2 separate regions of the Mus musculus genome follow, and region 1 is linked to region 2. A link is a contact called in public Hi-C data. All regions are on one chromosome and are shown on one strand. The core of a region is the stretch at or near the end of the contact, and the rest is flanking DNA. Distances in the headings are between cores, read along the strand shown.

Evidence for each region. A called contact is a pair of places that touch in the nucleus more often than the background predicts.
Region 1: a Hi-C map of pancreatic cancer cells shows a contact between it and region 2, with 2.8 times the contacts expected there. The contact joins the promoter of Pigk here to the enhancer-like site in region 2. A contact is called at or near these places in 6 of 39 promoter capture datasets (the 3T3-L1 cell line, 3T3-L1-derived adipocytes, the C10 cell line and 2 more), 1 of 15 datasets of contacts at CTCF or cohesin (the NIH/3T3 cell line), 11 of 484 Hi-C or Micro-C datasets (the AML12 cell line, the HL-1 cell line, adipose-derived mesenchymal stem cells and 6 more), 2 of 115 datasets of contacts at active chromatin or transcription factors (the NIH/3T3 cell line and embryonic stem cells) and 2 of 9 other capture datasets (adipose tissue and pancreatic islet).

Annotation. Positions count from the first base shown.
Region 1 is chr3:152,710,401-152,716,039 of GRCm38.p6, reverse strand. It overlaps Pigk (phosphatidylinositol glycan anchor biosynthesis, class K), which reads right to left and starts at 1,940. Exons shown (of 11, transcript NM_025662.5): 1 at 1,813-1,940. The coding sequence starts at 1,905.
Region 2 is chr3:152,565,581-152,571,867 of GRCm38.p6, reverse strand. All of the region lies in intron 6 of Ak5 (adenylate kinase 5), which reads left to right. Among named protein-coding and RNA genes, the nearest start is that of 3110067G11Rik, 79 kb to the right of the region's middle. Within about 2 kb of position 2,742, at least 87 of the 459 cell types and tissues checked have an H3K27ac peak or open chromatin away from gene starts, as enhancers often do. A contact at or near this core is called in the AML12 cell line, the HL-1 cell line, the NIH/3T3 cell line and 5 more, where this site is marked.

The sequences.
Region 1 (5,639 bases), core at 691-3,190, 140 kb before region 2:
CTTCTCTACCATGACTCATGCTCTCACTGTGCTCCTTGTCTTCTTGGGCACCAGTAGTTTATTGTGAACGTTACAATCCCCTCTTCCCACAGCATCTAAGCTCTAACTGGGTTATTGTGAACATTACAATCCCTCTTCCCACAGGAGCTAAGCTCTAACTGGGGCACATTACTAGAGCAGTTGGGACGTCTGAATTCAAACCTGGATCTACCTACCACTCGCTGACTTGAGCATACCTTAGAGCATCTTGGCTTACCTACACCCACCCACCCCCACTCCCCCACCCCCCACCCTTCATCATCTACAGAGCTGGTAGCAGACTCACAATGTAGGAGCAGAGAATGCAACAAAGTGATTGCCTAACAAATGGAGATTTCAGCTGTGTGGCTAGCAGGAAAGTTTCAGAGACAAAAAGTTCCAGGCAAGTGTGAGAATAGACCCACTGCTACAACCACCCTCAGCCCCCAAAACCATTCTAACAGCTGCCCAGACACTGAACAAAGCAGCAAGCAGGGTGCTACTGTGGATAACCCCTGGTTTAGGCATGGGAAGGCCTGAGCTAAAATTGAGCGGTACATGACACTGGGGCAAGTCAGTTTGCACTTTAAGCTTGAATTTCTCCAAAAGAAAATGAGATTTGACCTAAATAATCTCTAGCGTCCTTTCTAGGCTCAAACTTGTTGCTCCATTGAAACTTTACTGAGAACTCTGTAGCAGCAATGTAACGTTAATCAGTCAACATTTAGTTAACGGAGCACCTTCTACGTGCCAAGCACCACGGAATACGGTGATAGGAAAATCACCAAAAGGCATGCAATCTTCTCTCAAGCACATCAGAGTTTAATACAGGTGGACATGTAAATGCACTGCACTACAATGTACAATTACGGATTCACTGTATGCTTAGACATCTATCCTGTCGGGGATGACAGCAGATCACAGTGCGTGCCTTCATCAGAGATTACTGTCCAGTTAAATAGACACACGTTAGCAAAGAACTCACCACACAATATATAAAGACACCAAATGTGGTCTGTAATTGTAACAGGGGAACATGACTTTGTAAGGGAAGGTTTCCCTACAGAAGTGACATTTTGGGCGAATACCCAAAAGATGAAAAGACAATTCCAGACCAAAAAAAAAAAAATTGGGCCAATGGCAAAAGGGTCCCAGTGGTTTGTGAAACTGAAAGCTTAACAAAGCTAGACATTTAAAGAAGGTGTAAGAGATTTCAAGAAGGGGTCCTGAGTGACATGATCAGGTCAGCATTTGAAAAGTTACTCCGTCCTCAGCTCAGAGAACAGACTAAACCAGAACTGCCCCTGCTGAGTTAGGAGACTAGGGCAGCCTCGGTGATAAACTTGGACGAGGTGTTTTTACAGTGTGTGCTGACGCCCGGGCAAGCAGGTCTAAAAAATAATGCTAGAAATCCAAGTCGCGTCGCTGGGGAAATCGCTGGTAACAGCATCGTAAAGAAACCAGACGTCCTGCAGCCTCAGGGAGGAGGAGGTCAGGGCGGAGGAGCAAAACACCAAAGCCATGACAGTCCCCACGCGTGCCCTGCCTGTCACAGGAGCAGAGGACCGGGTCCTCCTCCCTCGTCACCGCTGGCTTCGCACTCTTAACAGGGCGTTCTAAAAGGCTGTGTCCGGTCCCTGTCCTCAGGACGGACGGTCCTGAATCCCACAACACAGCCCGGGGAGGGAAGACGCTGCAGGCGGCTGCCCTCAGGGGCCGTGCGTCCTGCACCTGAGGCGCTCACAGTCACACGGTCCTCCCTGGGGTCGGTCCTCAACAGACACCGATGCCTACCTCGATGTGTCCAGCGGCAGAGCTGCCGAGAGACAAGAGCGCCAAGGCGGCCAGGGTAGCCACCCGCAGAGTGAGGAAGCAGGGGGCCGCCATGTTTGCCGGCTTCTCACGCCCCGAAGAGCAAAGGGGCGGGGCGAGTGCCGTAAAGCAGCGCTGCCGCTGCCGTGCACGGGGGGGTGTGGTTTGGTTTGTTCTTCCCATGGTAGTGGCCTTGAGTTGTTTTAGTTTTTGTTTTGTTTTGTTGCTTCATTTTGTTGTTTTGTTTTGTTTGCCACCGCATACACCTTCCTCCATTCAGGTTCTGGAGTGGCCGGGGCAACCTAATTGGAGAATTACTTACTCAGCTATGTTTCTAGGTTTGTTTTGTAAAATAGACACAATATTTAAGGAGGAAATTTTAAAAAGATAATTTGGGGATCCACAATATTTGATGTTTCCCTTTGGTGTGGTGCTATCAGTTAGTTGGCTATGTGGTCCAAGATTTCTAAATCTTAAAGGACGACAAAATGGAAATATGATCACTGGGGTTTAATGACTGCCAACCTACAGGGGAAAAAAAATGGGTTCAGTGAAGGATGTTGCTTCAAGAGATCAAGTCAGAAAGAGGTGGCACCCAACACCTGCTTCTGGCTTCCATAAGTGGGCCTGTAAACACACACACACACACACACACACACGTACACACACGTACACACACGTACACACAGACACCATACAGAAGGGAAAAAATATACAGTATTTCTGGTCATTCTGTTTTCTAATTTTGAAAAAAATTTTTGTTGTAACACTATTACTCATCCATTTTAATTATTCTTTGAATATTTCTTTTAATTTTTTTTGAGACAAGGTCTCATTATGAAGCCCTGCCTGACCTAAAGCTACCTTGAACTCACAGAGAGACCTGCCTACCACTGTCTCCCACGTGCTGACATTAAAAGCACGTGCTACCATGGCCAGTTTTGCTTGAAAGTGTTTTGTGTCCTTTTTGTTTCACACACACACACACACAAAACAACTTTAGTTTTTGGATTTTATGTAACGTGTATGGATATTTTTCCTACATATATGCCTAAGCACAATGTGTGTGCATTGCCTGCAGAGGTCAGAAGTGGACATCAGATCCTCTGGAACCAGAGATGGTTGTTAAATCACCACGTGGGTTCTGAAAACTAAACCCAGGACCTTTGCAAGAGCAGCCAGTACTCTTAACCACTGAGCTATCTCTTCACTCCCCACAAAAGCCCTTTTTTTTTAATTGGATATTTTATTTACATTTTTAATGTTATCCTCTTTCCATGTTTCCCCTCTGGAAACCCTCTATCCCATCACCCCTCCCACTGCTTCTACTACAACAGACTGACCTACACTGACAGCATTTCCCTACACTGAGTCATCTAGCCTTCACAGGACCAAGGGCCTCGTCTCCCACTGATGCCCAACAAAATTATCCTCTGCTGCATATGCAGCTGGAGCCATGGGTCGCTCCATGTGCACTCTTTGATTGGTGGTTTAGTCCCTGGGAGCTTTGGGGGGTCTGGTTGGTTGATATTGTTGTTCTTCCTACAGGTTGCAAACCCCTTCAGCTCCTTCAGTCCTTTCTCTAACTCCTCCATTGGGGTCCCCATGATGAGTCCAATGGTTGGCTGCAAACACCCACCTCTGTATTTGTCAGGCTCTGGCAGTGCCTCTCAGGAGACAGTTATATCAGGCTCCTGTCAACAAGCACTTCTTGGCATCCACAGTAGTGTCTGGGTTTGGTGACTGTATATGAGATGGATCCACAGTAACCCTCCAAAATCTCTGAGGAGAAACCTGCTCAGCAGGTTCTTCTTGAAATTCATGTAAATGAAGCATTCCCAGGCTTACCCCCCCACCAATAACATTTACCCACCTTGTAAGTCCCCACACACTCCCCAAGATCTATACAGCCCCGTATAAAGTTGAACTGTCTCACTGAAGTTGATCCCAGAAGTCAATGCATTGGTATTCTTAGCTTTCTGAACCCTGGTCCCCCACTTCTGCTCCCTTTTTCCACGAGGGCCAGTGGCGAACAGCCTCCAAGGAGAAGAGAAAGTCACAGTGAAGCTGAGGACAAACAGAAAAGCTGTCAGGACAAACACAGCAACCTGTGTGCACACTCCAGAGCAGAAAGAAGTTTAGATTAACAGAGGAATGGTGAGGGTTACATTGGACTTGCAGTTCAGAGAACACAATACAGGCTGTTATGAAGGAGGCTATCTTGGTAAGTAGATGTCCCCTGTCCTTGGGGCTTTGAGGGTTCAGGGATGAGTTTTGATGTGTATCCTACGGGCCTGAAAAGCTTCAGAGTGGGGTGATCATACCAGTCCCATTCAGGAGAATGTGCTGAATAGAGAGCATTTGGAAAACTGCTACGACAGTCAACCGTGGCTTAGAGCAGTGTTAAGAGTTTAGGAAAAACGTATGGATACTTCATTCCTCCTTAGAACAGGGAACAAAATACCCATGAAGGGAGTTACAGAGACAAAGTTTGGAGCTAAGACAAAAGGATGGACCATCCAGAGACTACCCCACCCGGGGATCCATCCCATAATCAGCCACCAAACCCAGACACTATTGCATATGCCAGAAAGATTTTGCTGAAGGGACCCTGATATAGCTGTCTCATATGAGGCTATGCCAGTGCCTGGCAAATACAGAAGTGGATGCTCACAGTCATCTATAGGATGGAACACAGGTGCCCCAATGGAGAAGCTAGAGAGAGCACCCAAGGAGCTGAAGGGGTCTGCAACCCTATAGGTGAAACAACAATATGAACTAACCAGTACCCCCCGCCCCCAGCTCTGTCTCTAGCTGCATATGTAACAGAAGATGGACTAGTCAGCCATCATTGGGAAGAGAGGCCCCTTGGTATTACAAACTTTATATGCCCCAGTACAGGGGAATGCCAGGGCCAAGAAGTGGGAGTAGGTGGGTAGGGGAGCAGGGCAGGGGAGGGTATAGGGAACTTTCGGGATAACATTTGAAATGTAAATAAAGAAAATATCTGATAAAAAAAAAAAAAAGAAAAAAAAAGAGTTTAGGAAAAATGACAAAAAGCAAGAGGGGCTTTGAAGTAAGTAGCAACCAAAAGAACATAGTGATGACTTATATCTTGGAAGAAGAGACAGATCACTTCTAGAAAAGCACACCTGAGTACATTCATTTGTATGTATGCAATTGTATGTGTGTGTGTGCAAGAAGTACATGTGCACATGTATGCATTTGTGTATGGAGACCAGAGGACAACCTCGGTGTCATTCCTCAGGAGCCTCCTTGTTTTGTGAGACAGGGTCTCTCATTGGCTTGAAGCTCAATGATTTAGGGAGGCTGACTGGTGAGCCCCAGCAGCCTGTAACCCACACATTGAGACTGCAAGCATGCCACCACACTTGGCTTTTTTATGTAGGTTCCGGGGACTAAGCTTGGATCAAGAGAAGACCAGCTATTCAAAAGACCTTTTGGATATCTACTCTATCCCAATGAATACATCATACTACCATTCTTTCAAGCACAGAGACCACATGAAGTAGAGTGGGTAAAGTCTGGGGTAAATGTTTACCTGAAGCAACTTGGAAGACAAATGCACATACATCTATTAAAAATACTTTTGTGACTACCACATAAATGTTAGAAAATAATGTGTGTGGAAAAGATGAGTTTAATCTGGGCCAATCACAATCTCTGAGATTCCTCCAATGTGCTTTGCACCCTATAGTTTAATTGCCACAGGAAAATTTATTTGCTATGACAACCAAAGTCCAAAGTATTTGGCTAAATCATGTCATATCTAACAGCTAACATATTTC
Region 2 (6,287 bases), core at 1,493-3,992:
TGTTGAAGGATTACTTTCTTGCTTGTTCTAGGGCATGATTTCCGTCCTTGTATTGCTTCTTTTCTGTTATTATCCTTTGAAGGGCTTGATTCGTGGAAAGATATTGTGTGAATTTGGTTTTGTCGTGGAATACTTTGGTTTCTCCATCTATGGTAATTGAGAGTTTGGCCGGGTATAGTAGCCTGGGCTGGCATTTGTGTTCTCTTAGTGTCTGTATAACATCTGTCCAGGCTCTTCTGGCTTTCATAGTCTCTGGTGAAAAGTCTGGTGTAATTCTGATAGGCCTTCCTTTATATGTTACTTGACCTTTCTCCCTTACTGCTTTTAATAATCTATCTTTATTTAGTGCATTTGTTGTTCTGAGTATTATGTGTCGGGAGGAATTTCTTTTCTGGTCCAGTCTATTTGGAGTTCTGTAGGCTTCTTGTATGATCATGGGCATTTCTTTCTTTATGTTTGGGAAGTTTTCTTCTATTATTTTGTTGAAGATATTAGCTGGCCCTTTAAGTTGAAAATCTTCATTCTCATCAATTCCTATTATCCGTAGGTTTGGTCTTCTCATTGTGTCCTGGATTTCCTGGATGTTTTGAGTTAGGATCCTTTTGCATTTTGTATTTTCTTTGACTGTTGTGTCGATGTTCTCTATGGAATCTTCTGCACCTGAGATTGTCTCTTCCATTTCTTGTATTCTGTTGCTGATGCTCGCATCTATGGTTCCAGATCTCTTTCCTAGGGTTTCTATCTCCAGCGTTGCCTCGCTTTGGGTTTTCTTTATTGTGTCTACTTCCCCTTTTAGTTCTAGTATGGTTTTGTTCATTTCCATCACCTGTTTGGATGTGTTTTCCTGTTTTTCTTTAAGGACTTCTACTTGTTTGGTTGTGTTTTCCTGCTTTTCTTTAAGGGCCTGTAACTCTTTAGCAGTGCTCTCCTGTAATTCTTTAAGTGACTTATGAAAGTCCTTCTTGATGTCCTCTATCATCATCATGAGAAATGTTTTCAAATCTGTGTCTAGATTTTCGGTTGTGTTGGGGTGCCCAGGACTAGGTGGGGTGGGAGTGCTGCATTCTGACGATGGTGAGTGGTCTTGATTTCTGTTAGTAGGATTCTTATGTTCGCCTTTCGCCATCTGGTAATCTCTGAAGCTAGCTGTTATAGTTGTCTCTGTTAAGAGCTTGTTCTTCAGGTGACTCTGTTAGCCTCTATAAGCAGACCTGGGAGGGTAGCTCTCTCCTTAGTTTCAGTGGGCAGAGTATTCTCTGCAGGCAAGCTCTCTTCTTGCAGGGAAGGTACCCAGATATTTGGTGTTCGAACCGGCCTCCTGGCAGAAGTTGTGTTCCACTCGCTAGAGGTCTTAGGATCCCGTGTAGAATCCTGTGTGGGCCCTTGCGGGTGTCAGGCGACTCCGCTGGCAAGGTACCCTGGGGCTCGAGTGGAGCGGAAGGGGCTTGTGCCCCAGGTCAGGCCCGGGTAGTCTGCTTCCCTATTTCCCACAATCTCAGGTTCTGTGCGATTGGATTGGGGCAGGTGCTGTGTTCCACTCACCAGAGGTCTTAGGATCCCGTGGGGAATCCTGTGTGGGCCCTTGCGGGTGTCGGGCGAGTCCGCTGGCAAGGTACCCTGGGGCTCGAGTGGAGCGGAAGGGCTCTGAGCATGTCTTAATTTAAATAGTATAAACAAGAGGCAAAGAGAAAAAATAGATACATTGTATCAAGAGGAGGAAAATAAGTGACCTGGACACTACCTGCCGAAGCCGTACACATGAGAGAAGGGTAGGGAATACATTTTTTAAAAGACATCCAGGAATTCTGTACTCAGTAAAAATGTATTTCAGAAGTGAAGAGGTTAAGTCCTCACAGATGAATTAAAGCCAAGAGCTTTGGAGCCAGCAGACCCACATACAGTAAATGTCACAAGAACTTCTTCAGGTAAGAGGGATGGAGTTAAACAGAAATTTAAAGAAATAAGAGAATGCGGAATGCAGTGGAAGAGGATTAAGGATAATTATTTTTTATTGTTTTATTATCATGATCATCATTAGTGTGTGTGTGTGTGTGTGTGTGTGTGTGTGTGTGTGTGTGTGAGCATGGTCCTTCATGTGCTACATCCATGTACGGAGGTCAGAGGACAACTTTCGGAAATCTATGCTCTCCTTGCAGCCTGAATTCTGGGGGTTGAACTCACATCGCTGGTATAGCAAGCAGTTTTACCCGGCTGGACCTTCTCACAGGCCCATTTTTTTTCTTCTTTAAATGATTCAGAAAGAAAACTGTCTGAAGCAAAACTGATAGAATTATATGCTTCAGAGCTTCTACAAAAGCAGAATTGTATGACCTGTAAAATGTAGGAAACCAGCATAAACCAGTGAGCACAAAGGCTTCCGGAGGGCGGGGGAACAGGGATGCCTGTGGTCTCTGGGCTTGCAGGAAGCAGTTTCTCAGAATTTGAAGGAGAGCCCTGGTCTATGTTCAAACCAGGTCAGCGCTGTGAGGAAGCTGGAGAACCCACTGTGTCAGCAGAGGTCGGCAGTGGGCAAGTGGAAGTGGGAAGCTCTCCAGTGAACACCCGGGAACTGCAGAGATCTGGAGTCGATAGAACTGGGGGGTGGGGGTGGGGGTTAATATCTCTAGGCTGGGGGAAGCTGTGCTAAAGGCTGTGGATTTGAATAAACAGAGCACAGTCCATAAGCAGTGTTTGGGTTTGGGCGGGCTAAGATTCCAGGCATTCTTTATGAGGTAGACATCCTTCATGGCCTCAGGAAATCAATCAGAACAAAACTGCACCACGGCAGGCCCAGGGAGGGAGCTTATGGACTTCTCTGTGAAGACTCTACTGAGTTTTCTCTTTAATCCCCTCATCCCTCTCACAGCATTCCACAGTCTCGTGATCTAAATATTTCAGATGCCCTTTGACCTCAGTGGCCTGGCATGAACTTGCATGACAAGACCCTGAGGTCGACCAGGAAGGAAGTGCGATGTGTCAGAGAGCCCTGGCTTTGGATCAGCCTTGGTAGTCAGCTGCCCACCTCACAGAGGCATGCGCCCTGAGAATGGCTGTAGTTGGCATCTTCAGCACTCCCGTGGAGACTTGCCCTCCATGGCTTACAGAACACCATAATCATGGTCATGATTGCAGGCCTCAGAAGAGAAGAGCCTTTGGACATGTGGCTTCCTTGCTCTGCTGGCAGCAGCTGACAGTGGTTTTACAGCCCTATGGATTTAGGTCACTGAAGAGGACTCCCAGAGACCCCAAGAGATGATACTCCACAGATTAGAGAGCCACTGCTTGTCACCATCAGTGACTTCTGTGTCTCGTGATCCGGGTTTACCCTCATGGGGGCAGAGGAAGAACAGAGGAGCATGCTCTAAGTCATACATTTTTGGTTTTGTTTTTGTTTATTTTTACTTTCTGGTTTCCTTAACTCCACAACCGAGGGTCTAACTATTTTACCTGTGTCCTATCTTTAAAGAAGAAGCAGGGTCTCCGTGTAGACTTTTGACAACAAAAGGAATGTCAAGGAGAGCAGCAAAGGGCGCACTATACCTCCGGCACTTCCCTCGCAAGGGCATGTCTCAGAAGATAACTTGTAGGAGACATGAACCTAAATTAGTTCCAGATCTGGGTCACTGCTCAAAGCGTGCCTTTCATACAGGCCTGTCTTAAAAGCCAACGGAATCTAAAGCATGTCTGATCATTCCTTGTGGGAAAACGGGGCTTTCTTCTGCAAGCTTCAGTAGCAGGCCAACAGCTTGCGGGGTTCCAGGGAACTGATAACCCTTAATGACAGCCTCATGACTGTTCACACTGAGCCACAGAGGAGAGGCTTCCCAACCATTGAGAAGGTCAACACCGAATGAGCCAGCTGACACGTGAGGGCCACTCCAATGCAGACCCCCTTTGGCATCCTCCTCGGCACGGCCGGGATGGTGGAAGGAGCTGATAACTGCGTTGTCGTCTCTAGCCCTAAAATGTGGAGGAAACGCAGTAACGGGCAAACCTCAGGCTTGAGCTCCTAGGCTTCACTCCTGATGATCATCACTTTACTCAAGCGCTTTCCCAGTAGCAAACGCCAGACTAAGCACTCGGTCAGTCCGTCGTCACCAAACCTGAGGAGCTCAGCTCAGCAATATTGTGACCCATTTTTAGAAGCCAGGCCCTGTGGTTCCAAGAGGTCATTTGACTGCCAAAGAATAAGGACTCCATCATGGAGGTCTAACTCAGTGACTACTCCAGAGCCTGTGCGACCCACCTCATGCTTTCTTCCTGTTCTGTCCACCCAGGGATCATTCCCTCCCTCTCCCCGCCCCGCCCCACCCCCTCAATATTAACCAGCCATTTGCTATATATATAAGCCCAAACTTTAAGTGTGTCAAGTTCTGCAGCAGCAGCAGCAAGCATTTACTGAGCCCCCAGGAACTGCTGCAGAGGTACATGCGCCATGATCTCAGCTCCCAGGGACAGCACAGGTCTCGTGTGACATTGAGGGATAAGAGCTATTCCATGTACCCTGTACCATGTGTTAGCGTATGCTATGGAGACAGAGGTGTGCTGGAGAGACAGAGCCATGTCACAGGTCAAAAAAAAAAAAAAAAATCTCAGGAGACGTAGACCTGAGCTTGCTTGGGTAGGAAGAGGAGTATTATCTGGGAGAAGGCTGGGAGCTCTGGCACTGTAGGCAGAGAGCTCAAGGGTGAAGAGCATGGGGGAACCTGCTCCTTAACCTGAACGTGGTTTCCCCTGGGGTTTTGTCATTGATTGTGTGGGTCACGGAGCATACAGACAGCAACAGTAAAAGGTTTCTGGGGACACAGTGAATAAGTTAATTTAAAAATTAAACTCATAATGAATGTGAGTGTCTCCGGCTGTGTTCACCGATGCTACACCATGGGACTTCCTGTGCAGCCTTCTTTTTTTTTTTTTTATTACGTATTTTCCTCAATTACATTTCCAATGCTATCCCAAAAGTGTCCCACACCCTCCCCCCCCCACTCCCCTACCCACCCATTCCCATTTTTTGGCCCTGGCATTCCCCTGTACTGGGGCATATAAAGTTTGCCTGTCCAGTGGACCTCTCTTTCCAGTGATGGCCGACTAGGCCATCTTTTGATACATATGTAGCTAGAGTCAAGAGCTCCGGGGTACTGGTTAGTTCATAATGTTGCACCTACAGGGTTGCAGATCTCTTTAGCTCCTTGTATACTTTCTCTAGCTCCTCCATTGGGGGCCCTGTGATCCATCCAATAGTTGACTGTGAGCATCCACTTCTATGTTTGCTAGGCCCTGGCCTAGTCGCACAAGAGACAGCTATATCACGGTCCTTGCAACAAATGCTTGCTAGTGTATGCAATGGTGTCATCGTTTGGAGGCTAATTATGGGATGGATCCCTGGATATGGCAGTCTCTTGATGGTCCATCCTTTTGTCTCAGCTCCAAACTTTGTCTCTGTAACTCCTTCCCTGGGTGATTGTTTCCAATTCTAAGAAGGGGCAAAGTGTCCACACCTGTGCAGCCTTCTATGGATACCTCACGATGCCAGTGGTTGCTGCCTGAGACAGCTCGGCTCAGACTTGTAAGGAACTGCAGTGTAATGACACACACCCAAAATCTCCTGCCCCTGCAGAGACATAATAGCCTGATGGCAGAAAACAAGGAGTTTACAATTCTCCTACCACGACACTAAATTAGTATAGCTTTGGAATATGTTATATTGAAATGTTTGGTCTTCAAAATGGATCTTTAAATTGCTCACTTGAGTTTCATAAAATATTATTCAATGAGTTTTAGCTTGGGGTTAGGACAGAATTTCCAACAGTTTCTCAAATGCCTTAAGCAAACTTTTATCATCTTATACATCTTATACATGTTTATGTGAAGCAACATTCTCAGTATTGACAAATATAAAATAAAAATATTGTTCACCTGAAAGCTAATAGAGTTTCTCTAGTCCAACAGGGTCGAATATTCTCCAAAACTAAATTCTTTATAATAATAAAAAAAAAAAAAACTGTCGGGCAGTAGTGGTACACGCCTTTAATCCCAGCACTTGGGAGGCAGAGGCAGGTAGATTTTTTTTAATTTGAGGCCAGCCTGGTCTACAGAGTAAGCTCCAGGACAGCCAGGGCTACACAGAGAAACCTTGTCTCGAAAAAAACAAACAAAAAAACCCAAAAAACAAAACCAAAAAAAACCAAAATAACACCAACAAAAAAAACCCTACTCATTAATATTCAAGTTGCTTTCAACTATAATAAATAAAAATATGTGTACAACCAAGGTGCCTTAAAATTCAT